Regions from separate parts of the Mus musculus genome. Here region 2 is linked to region 1. Evidence: chromatin contacts called from public HiChIP or PLAC-seq data. All regions are on one chromosome and are shown on one strand. The core of a region is the stretch at or near the end of the contact, and the rest is flanking DNA. Distances in the headings are between cores, read along the strand shown.

The links. HiChIP or PLAC-seq counts read pairs in DNA pulled down with a chosen protein or histone mark.
Region 2: a contact with region 1 is called in an H3K27ac HiChIP or PLAC-seq map of embryonic stem cells, with 5 read pairs. The contact joins two enhancer-like sites.

The regions. Positions count from the first base shown.
Region 1 is chr7:45,797,733-45,803,056 of GRCm38.p6, reverse strand. Lmtk3 (lemur tyrosine kinase 3) reads right to left here. Exons shown (of 15, transcript NM_001290990.2): 12 at 4,464-4,858; 13 at 2,486-2,621; 14 at 2,008-2,145. Among named protein-coding and RNA genes, the nearest start is that of Cyth2, 14 kb to the left of the region's middle. Within about 2 kb of position 2,371, at least 142 of the 459 cell types and tissues checked have an H3K27ac peak or open chromatin away from gene starts, as enhancers often do. A contact at or near this core is called in embryonic stem cells, where this site is marked.
Region 2 is chr7:46,081,978-46,087,952 of GRCm38.p6, reverse strand. Nomo1 (nodal modulator 1) reads right to left here. Exons shown (of 31, transcript NM_153057.4): 30 at 4,626-4,718; 31 at 3,741-4,350. The coding sequence ends at 4,219. Among named protein-coding and RNA genes, the nearest start is that of Kcnj11, 15 kb to the left of the region's middle. Within about 2 kb of position 2,857, at least 39 of the 459 cell types and tissues checked have an H3K27ac peak or open chromatin away from gene starts, as enhancers often do. A contact at or near this core is called in embryonic stem cells, where this site is marked.

The sequences.
Region 1 (5,324 bases), core at 1,122-3,621:
TGTTTACATTTCTGTGCTGACAGCCCAGGTCTGGCTACACAGAGGCACCAGAGCCCACTGCCCTTCTTGAGTGGAAAATGAGGTCCACTCCTTTTCAAAGTACACAGGATGAGTTCCTCACTCAGGACCTGGTGTCAAATAGAGGGTATGAGAGTGCCAAGGGGGCACTCACTGTGGTCTGGGGAGACAAACGTGTGTAAGTTTCCCCACCCATGCCCAGCGGGAGTATCTGTGTGAGTAGGCAAGGATTTGGGACTTCATACCACTGGGCCCTCCGTCTCCACTCCTGGTGACTAAGCGTGAGGTCACCTTGCTAGCAGCCTTGATCCTGACTCACTATCTAGCTGATGTCCCCACACCCTAGACCCACCCTGCCCTGTGCTCACAGGGGTCCTGAGATGGAGGTGTCAGGAAGTAACATTTGAGGTTAGATGGGGATGTAGTCCCAATCCTGTCTCTACCGCCCCTCCTCTGCCCCTGCCTTGCCCCTCCTCTCTTCTTGCGCTTAGTTCACAAACCTCTCCGGCTTAGCCTCTCCTCAAGCACCCAGCCTCTATTTGCTTCCATTCCCAGGCCCCAGGCCCTTCCCTGCTTACTGGCCTTCATGGTTCCCTAGGACCCTGTAGGCAAAGCTCTCCTAAATTTGTTATTATTTATTTACTAATTATTACTATTAGTAAATAGTATAGTATTGTATATTTTGGTTTTTCAAGACAGAGTTTCTCTGTGTAGCCCTGGCTGTACTGGAACTTGCTCTGTAGACCAGGCTGGCCTTGAACTCACAGATCTACCTGCCTCTGCCTCCCAAGTGGTGTTCACAATGCCCGGCCCCCAAGTCCTTTATAACTTGACCCATTTACTTAGCCGCGGCCCAACTCTGAACCCTGAGGAGCACCAGGCCTGTCTTCTGTTCTTGAACTAGCTAAACTCTTCTGCCTCCAGCCGTTGTGCAAGCTGTTCACACACCATCACAGGAGCTCCAGGCTGCATGATCGTGTGTGCGAGTGTGTGTGAGAGTGTGTGTGAGTGAGTTGAGTGTGAGCGTGTGTGTGTGTGAGTGTGTGTATGTGCGTGTGTGTGTGGTGTGTGTGTGTGTGACTGTGTGTGTGCGAGTGTGTGAGTGTATGACTGCGTGTGCGTGAGTGTGTGTGTGCGTGTGTGTGAGTGTGAGTGTGTGTGCGTGTGTGTGAGTGTGTGCGTGTGTGTGTGTGTGTGACTCTGTGTGTGTGTGTGTGTGTGTGTGTGTGTGTGTGTGTAGGGGGGATTATGCCACTTATACCCTCATAACACTCAGGATCAGGATCCATTCTCATTCCCATTCTACAGATGAGGATGCTAAGGCAGAAAGGGACACTGACTGGCCAACGTCACACAACTGAAAAAAGGCAGGGTTAATCCTGAAACTCAGAGGATCTGGGGAACTAACAGCTCCTTCCCCACATCCTGGGCGTTCAGCATGGTGGCCAGCAGGGGGCAGGAGAGAACTGATTTTCCATCTGCACAAGGACCCAATAGACGCGTACCACGAGAGGGCAGCACCCAGGGCCAGCAGCCGGGCCGGAATTATGGCTCTATGCTCCTTTCTAAGTGCCTCAGTTCTTTCCGTAAAAACCGTGGGACTAAAATCCACTGCAAGGATCGCAGTGAAATTGAGCGAGTAGCAATGTGTCAGGTCACTGTGAGCTCGCTGCTGTGATTCCTGTTCTCTGGGTGTCTGCCATATCCCCTGGCTTTAAGTGCCCTTGGAGAGGATATGGAGATCCACCAAGGTATCCGAGCTCAGAAATGGGAAAGATGGACAAGGGAGTGTGTACTTAAGGATCCTTGAAGAAGCAACTGAGGGTCAGAGACCGGTGTAACTGTCCAAGGCTGTGAATGGGAACCAACTGGTCTTAGCTGAGAGATGTCAATGTGACTGAGTGGGTGAATGGAAGAGAGAGAGAGAAGCGAGGTAAGGGAGGGCAGGTTGGGGAGGGGTGGGATAGGGTCCTGCTGGAAGCACTGTACCTGCGGGCCGGGCGTCGGGAGCCCGGGCGGGAGGCCCCGGGGTCTCCAGTGCAGGTGAGACGGAGAAGCGGGAGAAGCACAGGGGGGGGCCTGGCGGGGGGAGGAGGGGGAAATCCTCCGCCCACTCGAAACTGCCGCCTAGGGAGAAAGTGAACTAGACTTATACACCAGCTTAGCAGACCAGCACAAGGCCGCCTTTAGCCCTACCCTCCAGCAAGGCTCCATCCCTCCTCCCACTTCAGATACCTTTCCGCCCCCACCCGCCTCAACCAGCCCTTGCCTTCCTGAGCTCCGCCCAGGCCCCTCGGTACAGCTCCAGCCTACAAAGAGTGGATGGGTTCCTAGATTCAATCCTTCTCTTCCAGGTCACCCTTAGCCCTGCCCTTCCCACATGACACGCCCATTGCATAATAAGGCCACTCCCTCCACTCCCAAGCCCCGCCCTCCCGCAGCCCAAATCTTGGGTTCCGCCCCTCACCAAAGCCGCTGTCGCTGTTGGGAAACCCATCTCCTGGGGTGGTGGGGTGGGGAGGCGTCGGGGGCGCTGGGGGAGTTGATGGCTCCGTGTCCCCCTCGGGGGTGCCCTGGACGCTCAACTCGTTGGTTGGAGTCTCCTGTGAAAACAAGAGAAAAAGAATAGGAAACGTATTGTCACACCCAACCACGGCATCTCAATAATTAAATAAAACCCAACGATATTGCTGGGGCTTTCAGTACCCCATTTTGTAATTGCTGATGTATTGTATGGAGAAGTTAATGGAACTTTCATCTGCCTTCAAAAGTTCCTACAAGCTCTAATCTCACCCTGGTCTTTGTTCCTTACCTAACTATAAAGCCCCACCCAGCTCAGGAATTCCTAAATTCAGCGAGCAAGACGCTGTTCTAAACCCCGCAGCACCACCTCCAAGATCTTGGCGGCAGAGATCCAAACCTATGTCTTGGAGCTAACAGCCTGGTCCTGTAGCCTCCCAACCTCTAACTCCAGCCACGCACCAAGGGACAATTATCCCAGTCCCACTCAAACTCTCAAAGTCCCACCTTGAGTCTGGCAAGGTGGGGACCCCCTTAATTCCAGCGCTCAGGAGACAGGGTCAGGTGGGTCTCTTAAGTTTGAGACCAGCCTGGTGTACAAAGTGAGTTCCAGGACAGTTAGGGTTATACAGAGAAACCAAGATGCACATGGGTCTCCGAGTTCTAGGCCACCCTTCTCTACAAAGTTCCAGGACAGCCAGAGCTATACAAAGAAATCCTGTCTCAAACAAACAAACAAAATTGAAAAGTCCCATTTGGGCCAGGCAGTGGTAGCGCACGCCTTTAATCCCAGCATTTGGGAGGCAGAGGCAGGCGGATTTCTGAGTTCGAGGCCAGCCTGGTCTACAAAGTGAGTTCCAGGATAGCCAGGGCTATACAGAGAAACCCTGTCTCAAAAAAAAAAAAAAAAAAAAAGTCCCATCCCATTTTGGAATCCTTTGGTCTCATGACTCTGAACACTGCACCTGACCCTGTTTTCAACTATCTCACAACCTGGCCTCAAACAGTCTCACCCCAGGTTTACATAGCAAGGCTCAGGCAATAAACCTCTTTTTTTTTTTTTAAATATGGGGATTTCAGGTCCAGATGACTTTGGTAAGTTGATTATTTGTCTGTTTGAGACAGAGTTTCGGTATGTAGCTCTAGCTGCCCTGAACTATTCAGATTACATTAATTATAGATTGTCTCGACTCTGCCTCCTGAGAGCAAAGATTACTGATCTAGGCGACCAAGCCAAACTCACTCCATATTAAAGCTCCACGTGATGAGATCCGCCCCACTTAAAGCCCAGCCCCGGGAGGCTGGAGATGCTTAGAGGCTAAGGTGTAGGCCTTTTCCTGCCTACCAGAGTTTGCTGCCCAGCACCCACATCAAACACCTCCCTCCACCCACTGACAGGGCCACGCAAAGCTTTTGAAGCTTATTGGGGACACCCCCACTCAAGAATATACATAGGCACATATTAGAGTCAACTCCACAAGATTGTTGTCGATAAAACCAGGCCCCAAAGCACTAGGTTTCGCCCTCAGCAGACCCAGGCTCTGCAACCATTCTCTTGAGTAGTCTCTAATTTTATTCCTAGCCTGTCTAGGCTTCTTCTACCTGACAGCCTTCTAAACCCACCAACACTCCTCGGGTCTCTCCTTGATTTCCCGGCCCTTTCGTAGCAAAAGCCCCTATCCCATTCCTGGTTCTACTCCTGCTATGCCCGTTCACCCCGTCCAGTGCCCCCCACCCCCACCCCGGCCGCTGCCCCAGGCCCCGCCCACTTGCCGCCACTTCCTTCCAGGCTCCACCCACTGAGCCGGCTACCCAGGGCACTAGAACACGTAAATCCCTCTGGGCCCGCCCCCTTCACCTGGACCACCCGGAGGTCCATCTCCCTGCAGTCCGGGTGCTACGTGCACTAAGTGTAGCCCCCTCACCTGGTCGAAGAGGTAGACGGTCACGTCCCCGTGGAAGGAGACCATCTTGCGCTTCCTCTCCAGCTCGCTGTCCTCTGGCTCGTCGGCCGCGCGTGGAGACTTGAGCAGCCCCCGCAGCGGGCGGACCGTGTCCCCGTCGGCGCTGCTCACCACGACGGGCACTGGGGCTTCCCGCGTCCTCCCGGGATCCCGAGAGCCCGCTGCCTCCTCGTCCTCCTCGTCCTCGTCCTCGTCCTCCCCGTCCTCCTCCGCTGGCCCCGGCGCCCCCGCCCCGCCGGCCTCCCCGCCAGCTGCCCCTGCGTCCGCGCCCTCCCAAGGTGGCCGCCGCGGGCCCGGGCCCGGGAACGGCGTGAGCGTGAGCGGTGGGAGCGCCAGCGAGAGCCGGGAGAGTTTGGCTGCAAGGGGAGAAGACAGGTGAGCTCCAGCCCCGCACACAGCCTGACACAGAGTCAGGCTCTGCCCACAGCTGTATGCTGGGGGGCTCCTGAGGCCTTTCTGTGCGCACAGTGGGAGAGACCCCTCCCCACTGCAATGCATGCTCTCAGCACCCAGAGCAACAAGCTTCTTCCACAGCACCGCGCCCCGCTGTTCTCTCCATTCTGAGCCCGCCGCATTCAGGACTCTCTATTTTTGCCCCCTAACTCAACATTTATATATGCCATTCCCTCTGCCTGGAACCGAGTCCTTCACGTTCTCCAGCTCGGGGGGTGGGGGGAGCCCCAAATCTGAGCCACCTCTAAGAGCCAGTCACACACGCTCTGGCCACACCCCTCCTGCCAAGGGCAGCAGCAGTTCAGCCCTGGTCAGTGTGCCTGGCCTCGGAACACAACCGGCCCTCACGCAGCTTTAGGTCTGTGCTCA
Region 2 (5,975 bases), core at 1,608-4,107, 280 kb before region 1:
TGAAGAACATAGCAGCCTCTGCTTCCACAGTGCACCACACATATATATCTGCACCTTACATGCGTGCAACATGTTCATACACATGCAAAAAGTAGATATTAGAACTAACATGCATTTGGTCATCTTAATATAGTTCAAAATGAACACGTACAGACATTAATATAAATAATATAACCAGTAGTATTCTGAGAGTGTTGTAACATCCTTAGAATGACTTCATGACCACAGGAAGGCTGGACAGTGGCTCCTGCAGAGGGAGAACTTGAGAGCTCAGAGCAGCCAGGAAAGGTAATGGAGAAACAGTTCACCAGGTGCCACCTTCCTAGTTAGAACCTGTGAGGTTTTCATCTTGGTTTTTCGAAAATAGCCACAGAGCAACAGACATGGCGGTGGGCTGTGCCCAAACTGAGAACATTCCTCAGACCAGATGACATCTCTGGCAGGCTCTCAGTTTCCCTGGGATGCCCTGTGCTCACACTAAATATCCTGTGTCCCCAGTGTCCATATGATAAGTACAACGTCTTTATGATCTGACCTAAGAAATAGCTACTCTCACCCCTCTGTCATTCTACTGGTCACAGGGGCCATGCACATTCTTGGGTGTTGTAACGGCTATTCCTGGTTGTCAGCTTGGCCGCATCTGGGATGAACCACAATCCAGAAGTGGAGGGCGTATCCATGATCCAGATCGTGAGGCTGGAAGACTCAGGCTTCTGACCCAGATCTTGACATGGAGATCTTGAGGCATAGTGGCCATGAAACATAGTGGCCATAGTGGCCCAGGCAGGGTACGTGCACCCCTTTAATCCCAGGAGACTGAGGCAAGCAGATCTGATTCAAGGCCAGCCTGGGGCAAAGCAAGTTCCAGATCCAGGCGTGGTGGCACACAGCTTTATTCTGAGCCGCACCTTCAGCTGGAGGCCCACGTAAGGACCTTGGGAGAAGGAAGGGCTCACTCTTCTTCATCTGCTTGCACTTACCTGCCAGCACATCTGCTGGAACCTACTTCTTCAGGATCCCAGCTTCTACAGAAGACCAGCTGAAACAACTGGCCTCGTGGGGCTGAGCAACTACTAGATTCTTGGACTTCCCACCCGCAGCTGCCCACTGTTGGGTCAGTCGGCCTACAGACTGAAAGTCATTACAATAAATTCCCTTAATATATAGAAACATTGCAGAAGTTCTGTCACTCCAGAATGTTGGGCCCCATTTTGACCCTGGTTTGGGCCTTGAGGACACACCTGAGCCTGGCTCGAGTTTCTGCAGCCTTGTGGGAGAGCCTAAGCCTGGCTTGAGTTTTGAGACCTGTCTCAGTCACTTCAGTGACTCAGCAAGACCTGTTTTGGCCCTGCCTCTGCCCCGCCTTTGCTGAGGTAGAGCTTTGCCATTGGCCCTGTCAGTCACCCCATATCCTCCATCACCCTTCCCCGCCTCCTATGTCATCTTACCTCACCAATAATCCCCCTCCCTATGTTCTGAACTTATATAAGGGAGAGGCTGACACCATAAAGTTGAGTTCCTGCTTCGACAAGTCTCCCCGCTCATTGTGTTTCTTTTGGGCTCACCATCCCGCTCAGCCCCAGAAAGATCCCGGCAGAGCCAAGATCCTGACTAATACAGAAGTGGAGACTATCCAGGGCAATGTGGATTCTAGGAGACTCATCCTGAGCCTGGTCTGCCTCCAGTACCCGCTGCAGCCAAGAGGCCACAAACATCCACATGTTTCTATCTTATCAACAAAAACCAAACAAAGCTAATAGAAAACACTTTATAAAGGCTATGTACTTAAGCTCAGTGCTTCATGGGATATGGAGCCCCATGGAGGGAAAGCATAGCAGGAGCGTGTAGCAGTTGGTCCTGCCACGTCCCCAGTCAGGAGTCAGAGACGTGGACTCTGCTCAGATCACAGTCTCCAATCCTAGCCCGTGGTCTGGGACCACCCACACTTAAGGTGCATCTTCCCACATGGATAACCTAATCTAGAAAATCCCTCAGAGGTGGACCAACATTTGTTTCCATGGCGATTCTAAATCCCATCAAGCTGACAGCACTTAACCATCACGGTAACAAGCAGCCTTGTCCCCTGAGCTTGACCAACGCTTCTCTCAGGCTACTCTGGCCTGTAGGGACTGGTTCTTCCTGGCTTTGGGTGCTCACTCATGTAACAGGAGAGACCAGGGGGAAAGCGTGAAGCTTGGATTGAAGAGCTATAGCTGGAAGCGTTTCGAGGTATCCTTCCTTAGTCATGTCTTAGGCTTGTTTTCTTGGCATTTTCTCATGTAGCCCGAGCTGGCCTTAAGCTCATTATGTAGCTGAGGATGACCCTGAATTTCTTATCCTCCTTCCTCCACCTGCCAAGTACTGGAGCACAGGGTGTACACCCACTTTGTGTGGGACCGTGAAAGGCAGCCTGTTTTCTGGTCGAACTAGGTTTAAACCCCGGACACCCAGCAGATAACTCTGCAAGGGACAGAAGGCCTGTTTGCCATGGTCCCAGACACTAACTAGGCTCCTGACATGAGGCCCCAGATCCATAATTCTGTGACCATCAGTCACATAGGGCAACACCCCAAGCTCCTGGTGATCTGTCTGGACTCCGCCCCCACAGTTACCTGGCAACAGCCAGGTGAGCTGGCCCACTATAAACGGGGCTGCTTGCCCCTCCTCTTACTTCTACACCTGCTTCCTGATTGCTTCTCTCCTGACCTCTTGCTTCCCTTCTCTCGGCATTCCCTTCCCAACTCTCTCCACGTGGCCACAGACTGTCTCTTCTCGTCAGGATCCGCTGTGCTGGAGCAATGGAGCAGGTCTTCCTCTAAAGAGCCGCGCATCTAAGCTCCCGCAGGAAGGCCTCTCAGCACTCCCAGTCACTGTCTACACCAACCCAAGCCACAGACCAAGCAAGGCAAAGACTCCCCTCCCTGCGGAAACCAGCCGGAGCTGGTTTCCTCCTGCCCTTTTCCCTTTGGCCCCGGGCCAGAGGCCCCACAGGCCCCCACTCTGTCCTCAGCTCTTGCGCCACTGGCATCTGTGGTATCCAAGAGCTAGAACCTGCAGTCCCTGTTATCTGTGTGGCTCGGGGACCCCAGAGCCAGCTCTTCCACGGCAACCAGAGGCATCTGTGGTGCCCAAGAGTCAGAGCCTGACTCCAGCAGTTCCACGGGGACCTCAGCCTGTGCTTCCCCACCCCCGGCGCAGGGTCCTGCAGCTTCTCACAGCCCGACGCCCACCTGGCGGCCACCTGGAATACACAAAGTCCTATGGCTACCTTTGCAGAGGGACAGAGCCCACTGACATCTAGTTGTCTCCCACAGGCTTTCAGCCTTTATAGAGTGTCAATTAAACGCCCCATTAGTACTTAAGGGGGGTGTTCACTGTGCTGTCACTTGGAGAGTTAGAATGGATACCCATATCCACACACCGTATAGATTATGTCTCATCTGTTCCAGAGGCTCATGAGGCTCACCTCCCCTGTGCAGCAAGCAAACCCACATGCGTGTCAAGTGGCCAGTTGACACAGATATACACAGACGGACAGACACCCCTCCCCAAGAAGTGAAATACTTTTAAAGCCCAGCACAACAGAGTTCTTCTGGCTTCTCTAAGATACAGGACGTACATCCAGGGACCACAGTGAGCTGAGCTCAGCCACAGGTTGGCTGTGCCACACAGGGCAGTCCCCACAGCCTCTGTCGCTGGGGCTGAATGCCCACCCGCTCTGTATGCACCCCACACTATGCCAAGTTACAACACAAACGAGTGGCTGACTTTATTCATCCAGCTGTTGACAGACCCTTCTGGGAGGGACAGATGTTGCTGCAGCTTCTGGCACGGGCCTCGAGTGCAGGGGGCGGTTTGGGGAAAGTCCAGAAGGCACAGCAGACCAACGCCATGTTTCCTGGACTCTTCTTGCAAACGAATGTGGAAGATTAGATTATGTTCTCACGCCACCAGCTCAGCTTAAATACTTCTCTGACAAAAATAATAATAATAAATTATCTTCAACTCAGAAAATAAATTGTGTTCAGCAGGGTGACAGGAGGGTCCATTCGTCGCATTGCACCACAGGGCTACACAGGAGAGGACAGACAGGCAGGACACCAACACAAGGGTGACAGGGCCCAGGGCCTGCCTGAAGTGAGTGAGCATGTGCCTTTGTCCCCAGGCAGGCGGCAGCCCTGGCTGTGTCATCTGCAGGAGACGGGGCCTCCTTCTTCCTCACGTGCGTCTGGTCTTCTGTTTCTTGGTTTGTCTCTTCATGTCTTCTGGGCCGCTGCTGTCAGAGGCCGCCTGGCCAAGGGCTCTGACTCCCTGAAGACGACTCGTCAGCTGCAGCAGCAAAGGAATGAGCTGGAATGAGAGAGACCATGAACACCTGGAAGGCGCCGTGCATCCCCTTATGGGAGCCCCGGGCCTGCAGAAGGCTGGCAGAGAGGTTTTACAGAGGCTGTGACTCTCTACAGGCAACACCTCCCTGAGGATTGGAAATGACATCACTGGAAGAAGATGTAGGAATTTGCCTCGTCTCCTCCAACCTTAACCTTCTACAACTTCCATGACACCGGGCACCCTCCCATAGCCTATCTCCTGCCCCCCGACTTCCCATGAGGCCTTGGCTTCCCTACCTTGTCATGGTTGTAGCCCGCCAACAGGAGCAGCAGCGTCAGAGGCAGGGCAATATAGGACCCCTGCGCAATGTCTTGTTCAGGGAGCTTCCTCTGCAACAAGACAGCCATGACTCCTTGTAAGTTATCACTCATCGACCACTGTCATCCAGAGCTTCAACCCACTCAGCCACCCACACTGGCACCCAAGGTTACCCACAATCCCTTGATATCCAAAAAGAAGCTAACTGGGGTGTGGGTGTGCATCACCCAAGCCCTGAAACTCAGATCTGGAATTCAGGCACAAGGAGACTCCAGTGGCTTAGAATTCTCTTACTATCACAAATAAGCTCACTCTGGCTGAGACGACCTTGAGCCTGTGACCCTCCTGGCCCTACCTCCTCAGTGCTGAGATTAAAGGAATGTGCCCATGCCTGGCTGATGTGTGCTAGGGATCTAGCTCAGAGCTCTGTGTGTGCTAGACAAGGGCTCTACACCAGTGCTGCTCCATCCCTGCTCTGCAGATTCTTGACTCAGCAACTCCCCCACCACCGTCAGTTCCAAAGACAGACTGACAACCACTCAAAAGCCCGAATGCCAGAGCTAAAAGCAAGCAGCTAGCTGTGTGCACCACCTGGGAACGAGCTGGATACACCGTGCTATGTGGTTATGAACACTGTCTTCCCCCAATTCCTCTATTGAGACCTGTCCCATCTGAAATTAAGATGACATACTGACAGAAGGGTGATTAAGTAATGAGAGAAGATCCTTCATCAATGGGGTCAGCACCCTTTGAAGTCCGGCTGAGAGGAGCTGGTTCAGCCACCTGTGGCTCCAGGCACGGCCATTGATGGAGCGGAGTGGAGCTGGCACTCCCCCACTGTATCTGCAGGTGGACTCGCCAAGCCCAGGTGCCGGAACCATGAGGAGCAGATGCTGCTTGAAGTAACCTGCTCTACCGTGGACTTCTTAGCAGCCTGAACAGACTGAGACACAGGGTGCCTCCATACGAGACAGTACAGCTACGGAGCCTAGTGCTCCACAGACACCTCAAAGAAACGTTTATTAAATTCTTACTTTCCCCAGAAGCAATGAGCAACTATAGCTGCAAAGTAAGTCTTGTCTTTTTCTAAAAGAATGTTTTACACTGTGTGTGTGGTCAGAGGATAACTTGTGGGAGTTCCAGGTCTGAACTCAGGTCACCAGGCGTGGTGGTGAGTGCCCTTACCTGCTGAGTGACCTCGATGGCATGGCTTCTCTTTTGTAAGGCAGTCTCTGGGGTGCCACTCTCGGCCCTAACCATGTTCAGAGTCCACGATCCTAAGCTTGGACCTGGACCCTACCTCTTCCACCAGAGACATCTCTATTAAG